Regions from separate parts of the Ovis aries genome. Here region 1 is linked to region 2. A link is a contact called in public Hi-C data. All regions are on one chromosome and are shown on one strand. Each heading gives the region's core, a stretch centred on a gene start, on an enhancer-like site or on the middle of the called end of the contact. The rest is flanking DNA. Distances are from core to core; before and after follow the strand shown.

Region 1 (6,948 bases), core at 3,716-6,215, 350 kb before region 2:
GGACAGGCCAGAGGAGGAGGTAAACTAGGACAGACACGCAGCTGGAGATACTCCAGCCAGATCCTACTGGATCTCTGAAGCATAAATCTCACCTCACATTGAGGCAAGCGCTCTATCATTTTTATCCCTGGTTGGTCTCAGACGCGGGTTCGATCCCTGAGTCAGGAAGTTCCCCTGGAGAAGGAAATGGCAACCCACTCCAGTATTCTTGCCTGGGAAACCCCATGGGCAGAGGAGCCTGGCAGGCTGCAGTACACAGGGTCACAAAGAGGCAGACATGACTTGGCGACAAAATAACAACAGTCTGTCATTGGCCATGGGTTGTAAAAGGGTAGCGTGGGGTGGCATAGCGTCTCAGGCTAGGCAGTACGGGATTAAAGAGAGAAATTCTCCAGAGAAGGGGACAACTGTGAGCAGCTATCATCTCAGGAACTGAGGCTGAGATAGAGGTGCCGCTGCTGGCAAGGGGATCAGGATGTGGCAACACGCCACTCAGACACACAGAACTCTTATTTGTTCTGGGCTGAACAAAAAGTAACTGTTTTATCAGTTTAACAGAGTATTAATGGCAAAGCTATTTTTCTCTTTAGTTAATTATTACTCAGATTAAAAGAAGAGCTCAGTTTTGCTTGACAGGATGGAGCTGAATTTGACTCCTAGCTCTTTCTACAATGCCCCCAAATCAGTAACTTGACTTTCCTAGGTTTCATTCTTCTAATATACGAGTAAAATGATGTCAATTTTCAAAAGTATAAGAATTAGTGGTTTGTTTCAGATATACGGAGAAGGCAATGGCACCCCACTCCAGTACTCTTGCCTGGAAAATCCCATGGGCAGAGGAGCCTGGTAGGCTGCAGTCCATGGGGTCTTGTACAACAGGGTGATTTGATGTTTTCATATACTGCAAAATGGTCACCACAGTAAGTCTAATTACCATCCAATTAGCTTACAAAGAGGGCTTCCCTGATAGCTCAGTTGGTAAAGAATCTGCCTGCAATGAAGAAGACCCCCAGTTCAATTCCTGAGTCAGGAAGATCCCCTGGAGAAGGGCTAGGTTACCCACTCCAGTATTCTTGGACTTCCCTTGTGGCTCAGATGGTGAAGAATCTGCCTGTAATGTGGGAGACCTGGGTTTGATCCCTGTGTTGGGAAGATCCCCTGGAGAAGGGAAAGGCTACGCACTGTAGTATTCTGGCCTAGAGCATCCCATGGACTGAAGAGTTGGTGGGGTCTCAAAGAGTTGGACACGACTTTCAGTTACCATATAAAGTTAATATACAATATTATTGACTGTATTTCTCAAACTGTACATTATATCTGAACACCTTACTTATTTTATAGCTAGAATTTCGAGACCTAGAAAAAAAATTAATTTGATCTCCTTAAATATTAAGAAATAATAACACGAGAAAAGACCATGATGCTTGGAAAGCCTGAAGGCAAAAGGAGAAGAGGGTGGCAGAACATGAGATGGTTAGATAGCATCACTGACTCAATGAACATAAATTTGAGCAAACTCCAGGAGATTGTGATGGACATGGGAAGACTGGCCTGCTGCAGTCCATGAGGTCGCAGAGTCAGACTTAACTTTGCAACTGATCAACAACAACAATTAATGCTGCAGGAATTACCAGTTCTGTAAATAGTACTGAGATAGTCTCCATTTTATTTGTAGTACAGAAATTAAAAACTACTGGGGCAGACCTGACTGGAGTATTTGCATTTTGCAAGATGCACTCTTGGCTCTTTACACTTGAAATCACTTTTAACACTCTCAACATATCTGCTAGGTAGAGATTGTGATCCCACGTTCTAAAAGGCAAATTGAGGCTCAGAAATTTTGAGTGACTCACCTGAAATTGCTCAACTAGCAGGAAGAGCCAAGATTTGAACACAAAGCTGAAACTTCCCACTTGAATCAGACATCTTGCTCTTTTTCAGCATTCTAATCAGTAAACTACCTTCCTAATTTAGATAAATTGTTTACAATTAGAAGACTTTCTGGGCACATTCATCTTGGTAACAAGACAGGTTGTCACGTGCCTGAACGTACGGTCTTAGAGAAAGTGTCAAGGAGTATAATGGTAAATGTCCTTTCAGATGTTCAGAGAATACTTCTGGTTAATAATTGGGTATCATTGGCCCGAATCCTAGTACTCTCTAGAAATTCAATTCCTCTGATGTTGTGTTTTTGTTTTTTGTTTTTTGTAAGATTGCACAGGACCCTAAAAAATCATACTTTCAGATACATGGAGAAGAAACTTGCATCTCTACTCATGTCCTCCTTCACTGAATTTTTGTTTGTTTGTTTTTCGTCCTTTTATTTCCCAGGTGGTTGATGATCTCTTCACCTTCTCTCTGGGTTCTCAATGTCAGGGGCTAAAAATGAGACCTCATTTCACTTAGTGCGTGTGCCCAGCATGAATGGAAAAAGACGCAGGTACAATAGCCTAAAAAGGAAGGATTCTGCTTGAAATGCAAACAGTGCCTCATGCTGCCATTTACTTTATGACTCATTAAGAACACCAGCTCTGTCATTTTCCACATTTCATTACCAGTGTTTCTCCTACTGCTTGTCTTCTTTGTATGCATTTTTCAATTGCTATATTTTACTTCTTCATGCCTTCCTCAGGCCTCTTTAATTACTCTTGCCGGGATTATGCTGAGGAAGAGGGTTAGGGTGATGAAACGGAGTGCAGAGAGGGTTTGGCCATCTCTTTAAATACCCTGTCAGAGGTACTGGGCCCCACTTGTGGATACCTAGTTACCTGATGTTTTCTGTTAGTGTGGGATACATAATACCTCTTGCTCCTCAGCTTTGGTTTCTAGCAATCAACTCCAGAGCAACAGAAAACATCACAAAATTTTGTTATAAACATATTATCATATTTAACTTCCCCAAAATCTATTTTTCATTGGAAAACTGTAGCTCAGAAAGTTTAAGCAGTTTGTTTAAAGGCACACAGATGGTGCTGGTAGATTTGGTATTCAGGTTTAGACCTGACTGACTCTAGGCAACAAACACGTTCAACAACTCTGACTCCAGAGAGGCATACGATTTCCCGGGGCTGCATCTTGGGAAAACTTCTTGTGGATTTTAGTATAATTGGTTAGGTGAGACACTAGAATATAAAATATGCAATGGCATCCAGGCCTGCCCCTATATTTCAGGAGACAGAACTAAGATCACATAGGGACCTTTGACCATGCCCTGTCCCCCTTTCCTTCCAAACCTGGCTCTTGAGGTTGCACCATAAGGGATCACTGGCCATTTCTTAGGCTAGTGATCTGGCCTCGCACTCATGCTCAGCTGTGCCCAGCTCTTTGCAACCTCATGGACTCTACCCCCGCCAGGCTCCTCTGTCCACTGAGTTTTCTAGGCAAGAATACTGGAGTGGGTTGACATCTCCTCCTCCAGGGGATCTTCCTGACCCAAGGATCGAACGTCTGCTGCATTGACAGGCAGATTCTTTGCCACTAAGCCACCTGGGAAGCCCTTCTTAGGTCTGGGGTCCTCTCAATAGGATGGATCTGGGAAAGGGGTTTATGCAAACCCCATAAGCAATGTCAGGGAATTCAAGCAGGGAAATTCAGGGTGTTCAGTAACTGGAGAAAAGTCTAGAAAGATAGGGAATGTGGGTAACAGGTGTCCAATGCACCCTTGCTGCATAAACTCCCATCTGGTAGAGAGAAGTGCAGCTAGCAGAGCAGCAGGGCAAGCCAGGCAGGCAGCTCCAGGGCCTGGGCTCCCGGGCGGTACTGAGTCTGGAGCTACAGGCCGCCTGCCAGTGATCACAGAGCAGCAGTTTGTGTACTTAGTGAGCCATCAAAAACACAATGCGGCAACGAATTAGCTTTCATGAAGCACACCTGACTGTACGAACTATCCTTCCTCTGTTTGCTGCTGCAGATGTGTGGCCAGGACAGGATGGCCTCATCAGTGGGTTGGCATTCTAAGAAAGTGCACAGTTAATTAAAAAGGAAAAAAAAAAATGTTCAGAGCGTTCTTTTCAGCTGCCAGCTATTACGTGTCTTTAAACGTTTACTCAGCCACTTTGTGCTAGAAACTGGAGTTACGTTGGAAACAATAATAAAGAGGGTGATATTAATAGCAACGTAAAGAAGATAATGTGCTCTGTGTTGTGTACCAGGTACCAGGTACACTTGCAGATACCAAGGTTATCAAATATAACTGATTCCTGCCCTTACAGAAACCTTCAGCCTACAAGTATGTAGGAGACATTTAGGATGAATTCCACATGTAAATAATTACAGTTATGGTAAGTGCAATTGAGAAATTTTGGGGTGCTGGGAAGATTTATGTTATGAGCCGAACTATGTCTCTTCAAAATTCACATGTTGAGGTCCTTACTCTCTGTACCTCAGAATGTGACTGTATTTGGGGATAAAGTCTTTCAAGAAGCAAATAGGTTAAATGGAAGTCATTAGTGTGGAATCTAATCCAGTATGACTGGTGTTCTTATAAGAAGAGAACATTTGGATACAGACACGTACAGAGAAAAGACGATGTGATGATACAGGGAGAAGATGGCCATCTATTAGTCAAGGAGAGAGGTCTGGAAAAACCAACCCTTCAGATATCTTGTTCTTGAAGTTGCATTAATAGTTTCCAGAGAGCCTGTGATCCTTTGTTATGGCTGCTGTAGCAAATTAATATAGCATGTAACACAGAAGCCTTATCTAGGCTAAAATCAGACATTGTTGAGGATGCCTTCTAAATACAGAGCCAAAGAAGAGAGAAGTCTTTACCCAGATGTAAATAGAAGAAAATGGAAGAAATCTGAATCATGGATGAACTGGGGGAAAACATCAAGGAAGTTGAACCACAATGAGAAATAGGTGGAGTGACCTTTAAACAGTTATTGGAGTTGGTGCAAACTGAAGGCAGTTGAGACAGAGTGGAAAGTTCACAGTCTTAGCCCAGTCCTTGGCCAGCTCTAGAGCCTTAGCTTCCTTGTTTATGCATGGGCGTGAAGACTCTTGAGAGTCCCTCGGATTACAAGGAGAGCAAAGCAGTCAGTCCTAAAGGAAATCAACCCTGAATATTCATTGGAAGGGCTGATGCTGAAGCTCTAATACTTTGGCTACCTGATGTGAAGAGCCGACTCATTGGAAAAGACCCTGATGCTGGGAAAGATTGAAGGCAAAAGGAGAAGGGGATGAGATGGTTAGATAGCATCACTGACTCAATGGACATGAGTTTGAGCAAACTCTGGAAGACAGTGAAGGGCAGGGTAGCCTGGCGTGCTGCAGTCCATGGGACTGCAAAGAGTCGGATGTGACTTAGCAACTGAACAACAACAATGCCTTGTAAAGTTATAGTGAGAATTCAGGTAAAAGTTTTGTTCTTTGTTTCCTAATATGAAGGAAGAAGGAAAGAGGGGAGAGAGAGAGGTCAGTTAGGGAGAAAAGAAAAGAAATAAGGGAGGGAGGAAGAAAGAGAAAGATTGTGAATATATGATTTACTTGATAGATAACTGTTAGATAGTTGAGAACTTTTGAATAACTGACTGAGCACATTACTTTGTTTACATAAATATTTGTCATGCCTTAATATTTTTTACAAAAAAATTTTACATCAGTTATCAGAATCTAGGAATCGGAGGCCTTGTTTTTTCAGTGTCTATTTATTGACCCCTAGCGGCAGGATTCTGCATTGTTCTAGGAAACTTGAAAAATAAATTGCTCATACAATAGAGATTTCCAGTCATTCTAAACATGCATTTATTCACTTGTTTATCCTATTTATTGAATCCATTTTATGTATCCAGCACTGTTTTGTGGGCAACTCAGCTAAACTGACCTCTATATCCTAATTTACACTAATTTAATCATTTCAGTAGCCATGATTTCTTGAGCACTTAGTATATATTAATACTAATCACCAGCCTGGGCAGTTTTTGTACATTATTTCATTTGACATTGACAAGCAATGTTCAGAGTTGTTATTCTTTCTCTCAGGTCAGTAAACTGAGGCTCAAAATTATAAGATATTTTCCCCAAACTTAGTTAGTTGAAGAACTGCAGTTCAACCCTAACTTGCTTGGTTGAAAAGTTCATGTTTATTTTATTTTATCACACAGCATCTTAAACAAATCATTCATGAATTTATTTGTTTAACATATCTTAACCTGCACTTTTCACTTTCATGCGTTGGAGAAGGAAACGGCAATCCACTCCAGTGTTCTTGCCTGGAGAATCCCAGGGACGGGGGAGCCTGGTGGGCTGCCATCTACGGGGTCGCACAGAGTCGGACATGACTGAAGTGACTTAGCAGCAGCAAGATGTATATGCACATATATTTTTATATAAATGTGTGTGCATTATATACATGCCAGGGACGTTATTAGATAAAGATGCATCTATTCATCCATGGACTATTTATTGAGCAGCTACAGGTTTGCCACGCATTATGTAGTGTGCTGGCGATACAGTGTTTGCCAAAAAGATGTGATCCCTGTTCTCAGTGTGTTTAGGGCCAAATAGGACAGAGGGACTTGAATCACACAATTATACTAATAATAATGTATGCACAATTATAATCTAGGCTTCCCTCTGTTAAGAATGACAGTTCTAGTATATGTATATGTACATAAGAATCTAAATGCTCTTAAAAGTTACTAAAATGATTTTCCCCAAGGATACACCATTCAGCTGAGATCTGAAGGATAAACGTCTTGAACATGTATATGTTTAGAGGAGAAAGTGGCAGGGGCAAGTGGATAGGTGACAGGAGAGCTCCAGACTCCGGGACAGCATTTGTAAATGGCCTGTGATAGAAAAGGAGAATGCGCAGTTCGAGAAACGTAGTGTGGAGTCAGGTGTGACTGGGGAAGTGCAGGAGGAGGTAGATAAGAGAGGCGACCGCTCTGTTTATGATGCTGTGTCTTTTCACCAGCATGATGACGCAGGAACTCTTCATCTGTA
Region 2 (7,671 bases), core at 1,994-4,493:
AGATCCAAAGTCAACTCAGTAGGGAGCAAGTTTGAATAAAATAAGAAGGCGAAATGAAAAAGAGGGGAGAAAAACTCCAAAAGAATATTTATATCAGAGGCTCAGTTATGTGTGCATTTGAGAAAGGGGGCAGGGGTATTTTCTGGCCGTTTATGTTTCTTCCCAAATTTAGGTTTCTGCAGCATTAAGCATAAAAGTCTGTTACTCGGAGAGCCAGGTGGTTACGTCTTCCTGGCCTCATTTTCCTGCATGCATTGCCTCACCGCTTCATATCACGGTATGAAAATTGTTAAAGAGGAAAAGAAGACAGAACCCTAAATCACTCCTATCCAATGGTGAGAATAAATGCATCTGCAGGGCAAAAGTCTCTCCGGGCACAGTACTTTGAGGCTATAGTTCTGTAACTTTGCTGAACTGAAAATGCATTACTTTCCATCGGTCTTAAAAGCTGCTCAACATTCACATTTTATTAGCAAGGAAGCATGAACAAAACAGTTTTTGATAAACATAAAAGCTGTTTTGCCTCATTATATTGAATGACAACTGAGATCTTACAGCTTCACGTCAAATCAGTGGAAAAACAATTATCTGTAAAAAAAAAAAAAAGCATGCACAAACATTTTTCTACAAAGCTAAAGATTCAAGGCAACGTGTCTGGAATGTGTTTCTCCCTTTAGGCTGCCTCCATTCCATGAAACATCTGTCTCAATTTCCGTTCTTCCCAGAACCTCCTTTTGGTCTCTCTGCAAATCCATTCCTTCTGAAACTGCCTCCTTCTGACCCTGCAGATGGAAACCGTATGTTTCTCTGTTTAAGGAAGTGTGCTTCTCAGGCAGAGATTTCTGGACATGTTTTATAATATCTTCATGTATGGCTTCCTAATGCACCCAATATACTGTAATTTGCTTTACGTTTGCTTTCATGCTTTAAATGCAGTAAAATAAGCTTTAATACCTGTGTTGATTTTTCTTAGCAAAATGTCTAAAACCAAGCATGGAGCTGTGAATTAGATATATTTTGGACAAGCAAATATTTTTTTTATTATAAACAATAAGCACTTGTTGACCACCTACTATGCTACAGCCTTGAGGTGCAAAGATAGAAGACCTAACTCAAAGTGTACCATACAGAAAACCGATGGAATCAATACCATACAATGCAGGAAGGGGGTGAAATGGAGAAACTACAGATGCACAGAAGGAGACACAATCCAGAAAAATAAATTGACCAAAAAATAGTTTAGTTTCCTTTAAAGGGATACTTTTCATTTGTGAAGCAATGTATTCAAGCGCATAAAAGTGACCTTAAATCATAAGTCTATCATAAAATTTTAAAATAATCTGAAACATCTATCTAAAATACTCAGAAAGTATCTAGTGTAATTATGTATTTATTTTACATATTTCATATTTCAAACATGAAAGTAGTAGCTTGCATATCATGTTGACATTAAGTAAGTTAGAAAGTAATTTGTGTATGTGTTTAATGAAAACAAATGAAGAAGGATTAAAAAAATCAAGGTGATAAAGGGAGACTTTGGAAATTCTAGGGTGCCCTGAAAAAACTAGTCCTCTAAGGATGATTCCTACATAAGCCTGTGAGCTGGTGTAGTCACTCAGTTGTATTTGATTGCAACCCCATGGACTGTAGCCCACCAGGATCCTCTGTCCACGGGATTTTCCAGGCATGAATACTGGAGTGGGTTGCCATGCCCTCCTCCAGGGGATCTTCCCAACCCAGGGATGGAACTCAGGTCTCCTGTGTCTCCTGCTTGGCAGGTGGATTCTTTACCTCTGAGCCAGTTCCTACATGTTGACAACCAATTGTCTTGAGCAAATTTCTCACCCAAAGTTGCAAGGTCAGCAGGAAGTTAGGGTAGGGTGGTAGGGATTTACTAAGGGATACAAAGAAACAGGGGCTTCCCTAGTGGTTTGTGATAAAGAATCCACCTGCCAATGCAGGAGGCCCTGGTTCAATCTCTGGATCAGGAAGATCCCTTGAAGAAGGAAATGGCAACCCACTCCAGGGTTTTGCCTGGAAAATCCAATCGACAAAGGAGCTTGGTGGGCTACAGTCCATGGGGTTGCAAAAGAGTCCGACACAATTTACAAACTAAATGACAACAAAGAAACAGACACTGAGATAAGGGAAGAAAGGTGAGTAAGGGGCTCTTCTAAGTGCCAGTGTTCTTAGAATCAAAAACTCACTGCATAAAGCATGGAAGTAAGAAGAGAAAATCAAGAATAATCTAAAATAGAAGCCATCTTTGACTAGGTTTCCAAATTTTATAAAAGTGCCTTGTATTGTCAAAGCTCTCAAGAAGGTCAATTTTAATATCCCGATATTATTGGTAATATTTGTTATTCAAATAATAGTGAAAACATATGAGAAATGGCATTCCATGATCAAATCATGTAGTTTTCATACTTTTACATATTGTAGTTTAGCATAAAGGATAAAGGAGAGGAAAGTGAAGTCGCTCAGTCGTGTCTGACTCTTTGCAGCCCCTGGACTATAGCCTACCAGGCTCTTCCATCCAAAGAATTTTCCAAGCAAGAGTACTGGAGTGGGTTGCCTTTTACTTTTCAGTAAAAATGCAACCGAAGGAAGTGTAAATCACTGTAAAGGAACAGAATATTTGAATCTAGAAAATCAAAGATTAAAAGGACTTGAAAATACACATCAATTTCTTATTGGGAGTAGAATTGGGGCTGCAGGAGGAAGGGGAATTTCGGATTTTACTCTCAGAATCTTTCACAATAAGGCATTCTTGCAACACTATGTATTTAGAAAACAATAAACAAGGTTATTTTTAATCCTATGAAATAAACACACGCGGGTGTTTTAAAGAGCAATAAGACCAAAATTAAAAAGGCGCTGGAAACTATTACTAAGATTTGAGAAACAAAATTAATTAAAAACAAAACAGGAACCGCATGTGCCTTCAGAGGCAAGCAGGCGTCACAGTGTTCAACTTCAGGACACCAGCGCCCTCTTGTGGCAAAGATGGATACATTTTTTTTTTTTTTTTTTTTTTAATTTGTGTCACGGCCACAAAGGGTGATTGAGAAGGTTGCCTGATGAAATTCTGCTTCTTTTTTAGATTGAAATAGCGACAGTGATGCCTTCTGGAAACAGAGAGCTCCTCACTCCGCCCCCACAGCCAGAGGAGGCTGAAGAGGAAGAGGAAGAGGAATCTACCCCCAGGCTGATCGATGGTTCTTCCCCACAAGAGCCTGAATTCACCGGGGTTCTGGGTCCACAGACCAATGAAGGTCAGGTCCATCAGGGCTGGACTGTAATGACGTTCAGTTGTCTCTTTCTCAAAACTGCCAAGTTCCAACTCTGCAGGGACCCACATGGAGAGAGCTTTGGTAGAGGCTAGGTTTGAAGCAGGGGATACATGTGTATTTTGTGTTAAAATATAAAGCAGTTTTAATAATTCAGCTTTGGCATGATGGAAATGATCAAATAACCAAAGATCTGGGGTGAAAATATTTGGCATCATAATTCAAAAAGCTTTGTGGTGGAATGCATTTCTAGACCAAAGGATACACTGTTAGCAAGATCCGAATCCATGGCTGAGAGATCAAGTTCCAGCATTTCTAGGAGATAAGTGATGATGGTGATGATAGTAATAATGTTTTCCATTGACTGAGCACACACTTTCTGGGGGCCATAAGGCTCAGCATGTCACATTACCTCATGTGACTACTACAACCTCCCTGTGAAGTTATTAGTATTCATTTTTTTATATTATTACCTAGGAAACTAGCTCAGAAAGGGTTGGAACTTTCCAGAGATCACTGAACATTAGTTTCACACACTGAGTTTTAAGCAAAGTTGTTCTGATTCTTGAGTGTGTTCTTAGCGGAAACCAGGCTGCCTTTCCACTCAATTCCAGGGGCAGAGAAAGGAAAAGGGAAGACAGGGTTCCATAATATTGGACTCCACTTTGTAGAACCTGAACATTATGTAAATCAGGGCTTTTGGGGTGATAAAAGGAATTCCTGGTGCTAAATGTGAGCCTACAGTTTGTCTATATTTCATGTTAGAATTTGTCAGTGTCAACCTCGGGAGGTATTCAAGTGGACTCACACTAGAATACTTTTACACACATGGAGAAAATATGTGCTCTGATGAAGGGGGTGCAGAAAAAAACGAATAGTTTCCATTGAGAAGGTTTACTTAGCATCGAATGTCTCTGTACCGTAAGTTCTGGATATGCAAACATCTTTAAATGACTACTATTTTCACAGATATTTCTGTCTAGTACAGAGAGACAGACATGTGAACCAACTTAGAGACAGTAGGCGTTATAGGTAATATAAGAAAAAGTCAGTACAGAGCGCACTGAGAGAAAGAAAGGGAGGAAAGAGCATTCAGATCCCCACTTTCAGATCTGCTGGATATTCAGTCTTGAGCAAAGCATTCAATATTTTTTTGCCTTTGTTTCCTCATCTAGAAAATGGGGTAATCAGTGACAGATGTTACCTCATAGAGTTGTTACAAGGATTAACTGAATAAATTTAGTGCCTGGCCCACAGTAAACATCATCAGTGGTAGTGATTCTCATTATCATTGATAGAAGAGAATTTTTTTTTTCTTACTGTCAATAAATTGTTCAGTGTATGATACATTAACTGTAGGCACGCTGTTGTAAGCAGATGTCTAGAATATAATTCATTTTACACACCTGAAACCATTTCCCCCTCCCGCCAGTCCCTGGTAATCACCAATGTACTCTCTGATTCTATGAGTTTCTCACTATTCACTAAGCAGTCATATGAAAAGTTGTCTTTCGTGAAATGCTGCCAATATGCCAGTCCCTAAAGTGTTTTCTTGGAGAAGGCAATGGCAACCCACTGCAGTGTTCTTGCCTGGAAAATCCCAGGGATGGGGGAGCCTGGTGGGCTGCCGTCTATGAGGTCGCACAGAGTCAGATACGACTGAAGTGACTTAGCAGCAGCAGCAAAGTGTTTTATTTTGTGTCTTTGAAGAGACACGATAGTACTAAGTACGTGCTAGTTATTATTATTTTCACTTTCTAAACAGGCAAACTAAAATTCCAAATACCGTGAAAGTGGTCCAAGATCATGGAAGTCGTACGTAATGGTGCTGGAATGAAGGCAGAAACCGCTAAATCCTGCCTTTAATGAATACATCGTATTCTTCCCACACAGTCAACTTTCTGTGGGGTGATAGAACATGCTAAAAACAGAACCAGGAAAAAATATATAAAAAAATAAAAACAACAAAATGTGCGTGCCCAGTAGAAAGTCCTCAAAACAGGGAAATTAAATATCTCTAGAACATTACTTACTTTTAAGTAATTTCAGAGCTTTCAAAAGTTGACTGATTTGGAATTACCCGATGTGCCAAGATTAAGAGGAGTAAGAATGCCCAGTCTTCTGAAAAGCTCTAGTAAAATGTATGGCTCGATAATGTAAATCGTGAAACAATGTAAGAAGAACTATGCCTTAAAAAAATTTGTTTCTTTAAGGAGTCTAAGTAATGAAATTAAAAATTTAATTCACATTTTAGTTTGCACAAAAGTAAAATCTAAACTTTAAAAATTAAATGTAAATCGTAAATTTATTTAAGTCAAATAGTTTGGATATATTTAAAACATTAAAAACTGAAACATTATCTGTTACTATAAATATCAATTTCTAGAAATAATACTCAGAAGCTACATTGAGTAGGCTTGAGTTATAAGTGGAAAAAAAAACTAGAATTAAAAACAATTGTTATGCCTATATATAATTACTCTAAGCAATTACTGCTAAATTAGCATGGCCGCATTGGAAAAGGAAATGGCAACCCACTCCAGTGTTCTTGCCTGGAGGATCCCAGGGATGGGGGAGCCTGGTGGACTGCCGTCCATGGGGTCGCACAGAGTTGGACACGACTGAAGTGACTTAGCAGCAGCAGCAAGTATTAAATATTTTATAGCTCTCTCTTAAAAATTTTTCCCAAACTTCCATTCCTAAAATAACTTTCATTCCTGAAGTTGTTATAAGTGATTTTTTTCTATTTAATGACATTGTTTTCTTGGGAATCCTAACTTTATAATTAAAATCACTAAAATCCACCTGCAAATGCAGAAGACTTGGGTTCAATCCCTGGGTCAGGAAGAAGGAAATGGCAGCCCACTCCAGTATACTTGCCTAGAAAATTCCATGGACATTGGAGCCTAGTGGGCTACAGTCCATGGAGTTGCAGAGAGTCGGACATCACTTAACAGCTAAACAACAACAACAATAAGACCTTTGTAGGTGCATTACTAATTCTTGATCTCAAGCCACAAATGGATCCATCAACAAGGGCAACCAAATGTCTTGATTTGCCTGGGAGCGAGGGATCCCAAGACACGAGGCTTCCAAAGCTAAAATCAGCAAACTCTCAGCCAAATGAGGATCACCAAGCAATTCCAAGAAAGTTTTTCATCACTTTTTTCTTCTGTCTCTCATGGCTACTTGACTTTCTCCATCCATCTCACGTCTCACAACCATTCTCTCCTTCTCCCTAGACTCTTCAAACTCATCAGAGAGCTTAGCTTCCTCCTACACAAAGAAAATACAGTCTTTGGGTTAACGGCTCTTTGGTCTTTCTATTTTCAGACACATAATTTACCTACATCTATGTCCATGCTATTGGAGAAGGCAATGGCAATCCACTCCAGGACTCTTGCCTAGAAAATCCCATTGACAGAGGAGCCTGGTGGGCTGCAGTCCATGGGGTCGCTAGGAGTCGGACATGACTGAGCGACTTCACTTTCACTTTTCACTTTCATGCATTGGAGAAGGAAATGGCAACCCACTCCAGTGTTCTTGCCTGGAGAATCCCAGGGACGAGGGAGCCTGGTGAGTTGCCGTCTCTGGGGTCGCACAGAGTCGGACACGACTGAAGCAACTTAGCAGCAGCAGCAGCATATCCACGCCATACCTGTTTTACTTACATTTCCATCCACATCCAGCAAATTTGGAAAACTCAGCAGTGGCCAGAGGACTGGAAAAGGTCAGTTTTCATTCCAATCCAAAAAAAGGCAATGACAAAGAATGCTCAAACTACCACACAATTGCACTCATCTCACACATTAGCAAAGTAATGCTCAAAATTCTCCAAGCCAGACTTCAACAGTAGGTGAACTGAGAACTTCCAGATGTTCAAGCTGGATTTAGAAAAGGCAGAGGAACCAGAGATCAAATTGCCAACATCCATTGGATCATTGAAAAAGCAAGAGAGTTCCAGAAAAACATCTACTTCTGCTTTATTGACTATGGCAAAGGCTTTGACTGTATGGACATCACAAAGTGTGGAAAATTCCTAAATAGATGGGAATACCAGACCACCTTCCCTGCCTCCTTAGAAATCTGCATACAGGTCAAGAAGCAACAGTTAGAACCGGACATGGAACAACAGACTGGTTCCAAGTAGGGGAAGGAGTATGTCAAGGCTGTATACTGTCACCCTGTTTATTTAACTTATATGCAGAGTACATCATGAGAAACGCTGGGCTGGATGAAGCACAAGCTGGAATCAAGATTGCCGGGAGAAATATCAATAATATCACATGCGCAGATGACACCACCTTTATGGCAGAAAGTGAAGAGGAACTAAAGTGCCTCTTGATGAAAGTGAAAGAGGTGTGTGAAAAAGCTGGCTTGA

Evidence for each region. Hi-C and Micro-C count contacts between places; a contact is called where the count stands out from the background.
Region 1: a Hi-C map of mixed tissues shows a contact between it and region 2, with 4 times the contacts expected there. The contact joins two enhancer-like sites. A contact is called at or near these places in 3 of 16 Hi-C or Micro-C datasets (hypothalamus, mixed tissues and muscle).

What each region holds. Positions count from the first base shown.
Region 1 is chr3:127,746,863-127,753,810 of ARS-UI_Ramb_v3.0, reverse strand. No RefSeq gene overlaps it. Among named protein-coding and RNA genes, the nearest start is that of TRNAW-CCA, 26 kb to the left of the region's middle. Within about 2 kb of position 4,965, at least 5 of the 54 cell types and tissues checked have an H3K27ac peak or open chromatin away from gene starts, as enhancers often do.
Region 2 is chr3:127,391,098-127,398,768 of ARS-UI_Ramb_v3.0, reverse strand. It overlaps EPYC (epiphycan), which reads left to right. Exons shown (of 7, transcript XM_015094588.4): 3 at 3,104-3,275. Among named protein-coding and RNA genes, the nearest start is that of CCER1, 24 kb to the right of the region's middle. Within about 2 kb of position 3,243, at least 3 of the 54 cell types and tissues checked have an H3K27ac peak or open chromatin away from gene starts, as enhancers often do.